Regions from separate parts of the Sus scrofa genome. Here region 2 is linked to region 1. The links are chromatin contacts, called in public HiChIP or PLAC-seq maps. All regions are on one chromosome and are shown on one strand. The core of a region is the stretch at or near the end of the contact, and the rest is flanking DNA. Distances in the headings are between cores, read along the strand shown. Region 1 overlaps RET (proto-oncogene tyrosine-protein kinase receptor Ret). Region 2 has its middle 51 kb from the start of CSGALNACT2.

Region 1 (3,072 bases), core at 391-2,890:
AAACAAGAGGCATGCAGATTCTGAGTGTGTTTCAAAGGAAGATCCAGCAGGTTTTCCTGGTGAGTTGGATGTGAGGTGCTGGAAGAAAGAGGGAACCAAACATGGTTCCAGGATTCTGCCTGGGCAGCTGCAAGGACACCTACCCTTGCCACCTGATGGCCCTGCCACACGATGGCCCTGGGGAGGCCAGGAGCTGGCATGGGGGAGAAGGGGTTGGATTCCAATGGAGGTGAGCGTTAAACCACTTAAAGGCAAGGAACTGGGACTGAAAAGGGACACTCAGTAGCTGGACCACTAGTAAGTAGAACCTGGATTCACACCAGGCTGAGGGCACACACACGGTAATAATGTTAAAGAAAATCTCAATAAAGTAAGTAAAGGGTCACTCACACTCCCCCAGCATCCTTCCATTTGCCCTGCACAGGGAGTGGTGTCTTTGTACAAGATTGCCAGCAAAGCATATGGTTTAGCATGCTGCCCCTTTTTGCTAAAACAGCCCATGATTAAATTTTGATTTTGTTGAGCGGCAGGGCCGGCAGGGCGTGGGGGGAGTGTAACCATAAACAATAGAGGGAAGCATTATATGATAAGCATTTCCCACATGTGTAATTCACATGTAATGTATGGCTCTGTTGTGACCCCCCCCCTCCCCCGCATGGTTGGCTGTGGGGTGCTGAGGCACAGAGAGACAGAACGACCAAACTCAGGCCACGCAGTCAGAGTGTGGATAGGGTAGCAATTCAAACCAGGCAGTCAGAAATACTTGTATGGCAATGTAAACAGACCCTGAATGTCCACTGTGTTTGTCTTCCAGTGGTGAAATTGTGGCTTTATTCTTCCCATTATCTAAAATGAGCACACATTGCTTCCATAATTAAAAAAAAAGAAAAAAAAATTCCTAACTTTTTTTCAAAAACCAGCAAATGGTGGGAGCTGACAATCTGGGCCTGCAGTCCAGCTGAGCTGGTGCCAGCCCTTCCCATAGCAGAGGCAAGGTGGGTAGAGGGGTGTGCCCAGCCCTCCCAGGGTAGTCAGGATGAGGACCTGATGCAGGCTTCCTGGTCCCCACCCTTCTCCATGAGCACCAGTGACGCTGCAACCACCGTGGAAGCTTAGGGCACAATTCACTGCTAATTGTGCTTGGAGCGCTATGCCCCACGGTGGAGCTGAGGAGGAGCGTCAGGGCGGTGGAGGGGGTAGTGCAACCATAAACAACAGGGGGCTGCTGCCGCCCAGCTCTGTTCGCAGAGCCCATTCCCGTGCGCCTCTCCCAGTAGGCACCAGGGGGAGGCAGCTCAGCCTTTCCCCAACCCGGGAGTCATTCCCGGGGTTTCTGGTGTGTTTGGTGCTCAGGTGAGAGTCAGCCCTTCCGCTGCGCCGCCGACAGCCTGGAGGTGAGCACGCGCTGGGCCCTGGACCGTGAGCAGCGGGAGAAGTATGAGCTGGTGGCCGCGTGCACTGTGCGTGTGGGCGCACGCGAGGAGGAGGTGATGGTGCCCTTCCCCGTGACGGTGTACGACGAGGACGACTGTGCGCCCACCTTCCTCGGGGGCATCGACACTGCCAGCGCAGTGGTGGAGTTCAAGCGGAAGGAGGTGCCTGTTCCCCGCCCCCGGGTGCTTGTCCGGTGTCGGTTCTCTCTCTTCGTGTCTAAGTTCCTCCCTCCGCCATTGACTCCTAGCCAGACATGTGGCTGACCAGCCATGTAGTTACTTGTCATTCGTTTGTCTTTCAGTCTGTGGGATTTTCTGTTGCCCTCTGGGATAGCTGAGGAGAAAAAAGGAGACTAGGCCCGCCAGCACCCAGCTGACCCTGCTTGGGGGGAGGGGGTTGCAGGGTAGGGCGGCTGGGTTCCCAGCCTGTGCCGGACTCACATCTGAGGGGCGCACATGTGCCCCTGCGCGGGCGGGGCGCGCTGCCCGGAGGAGGGGAAGGGGACATTTGCCAGGAGGGCACCGCCTTCCCCGGGTTGTCAGCCGCTCAAGGGTTTGACTTTTGGGGTCAGGAGGTGGTTCCCAGGCAGTGAAGAAAGCCTGAATGGTGGATCCCACCGCGATCTCCCTGCCTGGCCCAGCCCGGCCCAGCCCTTCTCTGGTTCACTGAGGTGGAGCATGACTGCCACCTACTGGGCCTCGGCCCATCCTGCAGCCGGCAGGCCGGTGGAGTGAGGGGAGAATGGGGACCTATGTCGTCATTGCCTGCTTCTCTCCGCACCTCAGGGCAGGTTTGGCAGGTGGGTGGTAGGCAAACCCATTTTAAGGAAATGTCTCACAAACCTGGCAGGACCGCCTTGTGGTGACATTGGGGAGCCTTGGTTAGCAGTGAGAGCAGAGATGCCTTTGACTTTGCTCAGAACCTTCCTCATGATCTCCTCCAGCCTGGTGTACAGAAGATGCTTGGACACCTGGGCTTGTACCCCAGCTCTGATACTATCACTGTGTGACTCTGAGCTAACTCGCCCACCCTGTGGTGCCTGGTGTCCTCAGGGGAGAGTGGGGGTGCCCGCTGTGTTCTCTGGGGACCTGGATGAGATCTTGAGTGGAGCACCAGGGCATCTGCTCTAATCCATTCTTCCGGAAGATCTGTAGATGCCTAGCACATCTTCTGCACAGGTGAGGTGCAGTGGCCCAGGAAGGGTGAACCCAAGTGAGTCTGTCCCTAGAGCCAGCTCTGACTGCACACTTGGTCCACCTGTGGGGCACCTGCTCCCTCCCTCCATGGTCTCTGGCTTTAGGGACTCTAACTGGCACTCCCTCATCTCTGCAGGGCACTGTGGTGGCCACGCTGCGTGTCTTCGATGCAGATGTGGTGCCAGCATCTGGGGAGCTCCTGCGCCGGTACACGAACACACTGCTCTCCAGGGACACCTGGGCCCTCCAGACCTTCCGAGTAGAGCACTTGCCCAACGAGACCTTGGCCCAGGTCAACGGCAGCTTTGTGCGGGCCACCATACATGACTACAGTAAGAGGCCAGGCGTGGCCTGGATGGGCCCCCTAGGGTTAACCGGCAGCCCACTCTTGGGCAGGGCAGCACCCTGCGCGCGCGCGCGCGCACACGCACACCACACACAC
Region 2 (3,072 bases), core at 368-2,867, 87 kb after region 1:
AGGTCAGAAGTTTTGCTTCTACTGGGTAACTTAGGGATGGTACCGATTAAGGGCCATATTAGACTAAATTCTCAGCTTAAAATTTTTTTGACCAGTAGTTTCCTGGTGGCTCAGTGGGTTAAGGATCTGGTGTTGTCAATGCTGTGTTGCGGATTCAATCCTTGGCCTGAGAGCTTTTGCATGCTGTAGGCGCATCCAAAAAAAAAAAAAAAATGTTTCTACACTTCTCTTGTGGCTCAGTAGGTTAAGAATCCAGAGTTGTCACTGAACTGCTTGGGTCATGGCTATGGCTCCAGTTTGGCTACTGGCCTGGGAACTTCAGCGTGCCACAGGCATGGGCAAAAAAAAAAAAGTATTTTTTGACCAGTGTGATTTGTGCTGTAAAACTTTGTGACACTTACTGACTTGTGGTTATAAATCATCTGGGGTAAAATTTCCCCATCTCCATTCAGTGCTGAGGTTCAAAACAGACAATTTTTCTTAACCTCCTTGATGGGGTTGGAGTAGGAGCATTTTATTTCAAATTCACCATCACAGGGAGGGGTGGTTTTTTGGGATGTCAGCTAGAGTCTCCTACCTGACCCTTCTCGAGCAAGCAGGCTCTGGACTATCCCCCTTGACTTGGAGGTTAAAATTTTGCATAAGGGACTCCATTGGTTTCAACAGGAAAGCAGTTAGTCTTTCATGCTGCCAGAGATGAAGAGGTGCTTAAATTTCTCATAGTCTTGACAGCATTGTTCCCTTAACATTGTTGCTGAAGCTCCATACCTGAGAGTCCTAGGTATGCGGAGGTAGATACTTGTGGGGGGGTTGGCAGCCCCTTACCTCCCTCACAGTATCATGACATCCTCTTTGAGATAGACATTATGTTGGCATGGGCTAAAGTTACCAGTAGTATTTCATTTAGAAAGTAGTTTTAAATCCCAGCTTTGAATCTTTTCATGTTTTTCCCTATGTTTTCATATTTTTCTTATGTTTATAGTTGGTTAAATTTGATACTTAAGTGATTCTTTGGTAATGCTGGAATATATTTGTATTGACCAAGGCTTCCGTTATTCCTTTGAGAAGGGTGTTTATAATCCTTTGTTTCACTTTTCCTGAAGGATTTCTCTCTGTGGCAGAAGTGGTCCATTTTATCAGGGGCACCACTGCTGGTACACAGCTCACACTGACCGCTTCTAGTGAGCCAAGCATCGCACTTTCTGCCATATACAACAAACATTACAATAGCCTCATGAGGTCTAGAGTACTGTAATTCCATTTTAATCCTGGGGAAATGGAAGCTGAAAAATGTAGAGACCTTGTCTAAGGGTACCCAGCTGGGAACTGGAAATGAGGACTCTATAAGTTGAGCTCTTCATTCCTTGCTTTTACACTTAAGTCCTGTCTTGCCTTCCCAAAGAACATAACACATTTTACAAATGTGTGAGTGTGGTAGGTGTATACTTCACCAAAAAACCAAGTCTTGTCATAGAAGTGGCTATGGCCTTGGTAGAGATCCTTAGCTTAGCTTCCTGTCATATCTGATGCTGTAACATAGACTTGTTCCTGAAAGGTGGATGGGAAGTGAAAGGGAGCCCTCAGTCATTGCACAGATAGGAACTGCGCCCTCTGCTGGTCACTGGCCACACAGCTACTCAAGAGGCTCCTACACAGAAACAGCGAAGACTCCAGCCCTGTGATGTGGAAGGTGGGGCAGGTTCCGGAGGAGCACAAGCGCCACTCACCAGGAAGACGTGATGCTCTTCAGAGATACTCTCAGAGATTGCATGTGAGAATATACTGGAGGAGGTGAACGTGCACGAGTGTAAGCCTAGTGCCTGAGTGGTAACGTGCCCCTTGGAGACCTGGGCTATGAGGGAGGCCGGAGCCAACTCCTGCAGAACTGGACCTCCTGGGATCCCTGCTCACACTTGCCTGGGATCCCCACCCCCGCACTTACCGTTCAGCAGGTCTACAGTGGGGGCCCAGAAACATCTCAGACAAGTTTCCAGTGTGGCTACGGCTGCCAGGCTGGGACCCACACCTTGAGGACACTGCCTGGAGAGCCTGCCCCCGGGTGAAGGACAGTGCCGGGGCTAGCCAGGCCAGCTTACCTCTTGCTCCCAGCTCAGGCTCTGCATCTAAGACACAGACTAAGCAGAGGTAGGTAGAAACTTCCAAAAGTAACTTTACCAAGAAATCAAGGGTGCCATTGAATGGAAAAACCTAAAAAGTGTTGTCCTTTACCCAAAACTCACTTATGCATCTTCAAGGGACTCCACAAGGTACATGGAGGGGCAACAGATGATGAGGCCCCCAGGCCTAGCCTTGTATCCAGCATGGTGGCCATTAGCTATTTAAACGTAAATAAGGAGTTGCCATTGTGGCTCAGTGGATTAAGGACCTGACATTGTCTCTGTGAGAATGTAGGTTCGATCCCTGGCTTCGCCCAGTGGGTTAAGTATCTGACCTTTCCACAAGCTGTGGCATAGGTTGCAGATGTGGCTTGGATCTGGTGTTGCCATGGCTGTGGCATAGGCTTCAGCTGCAGCTCCATTTCGACCCCTGGCCTGGGAACTGCCATATGCCACAGGTGTAGCTATTAAAAAAAAAAATATGTAAACAAGATTAGAAATTCTGTTCCTCGGTAGTACTATCAGCACTCAGTCCCTCTGTGTGACCATCAGCCACTATGCTGGATGGTGCAGGTACAGAATACCCCCTCAGTGCAGAAAGCTTTCTGCTGGGCAGCGCTGTTCTAATGGGCTGAATTGGCTGCGAAGGAGCACAGTCAGGTCTGGTGAGCAGACCTCATCAGCCTGGGCACTGAGGACAGGACAAGACACTGCTCTTCTCTGGTGGGATGGACCAGAGAAGAGCAGTGTCTTGGTTCCTCTCCTTCACTTGCACAAGCTCCTGTGTACCCCCTCAATAAATCCCTTCTCTGTAGCTTTTCAAGTGTGACCTGTTGGAACAAAAAGAACTGCGTTCTGCATGCCTCCCTGCAGCAAGATGTCAGCGGGGAGCCCCAACATCCCCAGCCCCAGGAGACCCTGAGGGTTGTGATGAGTCCTGCAGGAAAGGAACCTT

Evidence for each region. HiChIP or PLAC-seq counts read pairs in DNA pulled down with a chosen protein or histone mark.
Region 2: a contact with region 1 is called in an H3K27ac HiChIP or PLAC-seq map of alveolar macrophages, with 4 times the contacts expected there. The contact joins two enhancer-like sites. A contact is called at or near these places in 4 of 47 Hi-C or Micro-C datasets (alveolar macrophages, blood, embryonic fibroblasts and 1 more) and 1 of 2 datasets of contacts at active chromatin or transcription factors (alveolar macrophages).

Annotation. Positions count from the first base shown.
Region 1 is chr14:61,334,486-61,337,557 of Sscrofa11.1, forward strand. It overlaps RET (proto-oncogene tyrosine-protein kinase receptor Ret), which reads left to right. Exons shown (of 22, transcript XM_021072832.1): 5 at 1,354-1,595; 6 at 2,767-2,962. Among named protein-coding and RNA genes, the nearest start is that of RET, 30 kb to the left of the region's middle. Within about 2 kb of position 1,641, at least 11 of the 83 cell types and tissues checked have an H3K27ac peak or open chromatin away from gene starts, as enhancers often do. A contact at or near this core is called in alveolar macrophages, where this site is marked.
Region 2 is chr14:61,421,439-61,424,510 of Sscrofa11.1, forward strand. No RefSeq gene overlaps it. Among named protein-coding and RNA genes, the nearest start is that of CSGALNACT2, 51 kb to the left of the region's middle. Within about 2 kb of position 1,618, at least 6 of the 83 cell types and tissues checked have an H3K27ac peak or open chromatin away from gene starts, as enhancers often do. A contact at or near this core is called in alveolar macrophages, where this site is marked.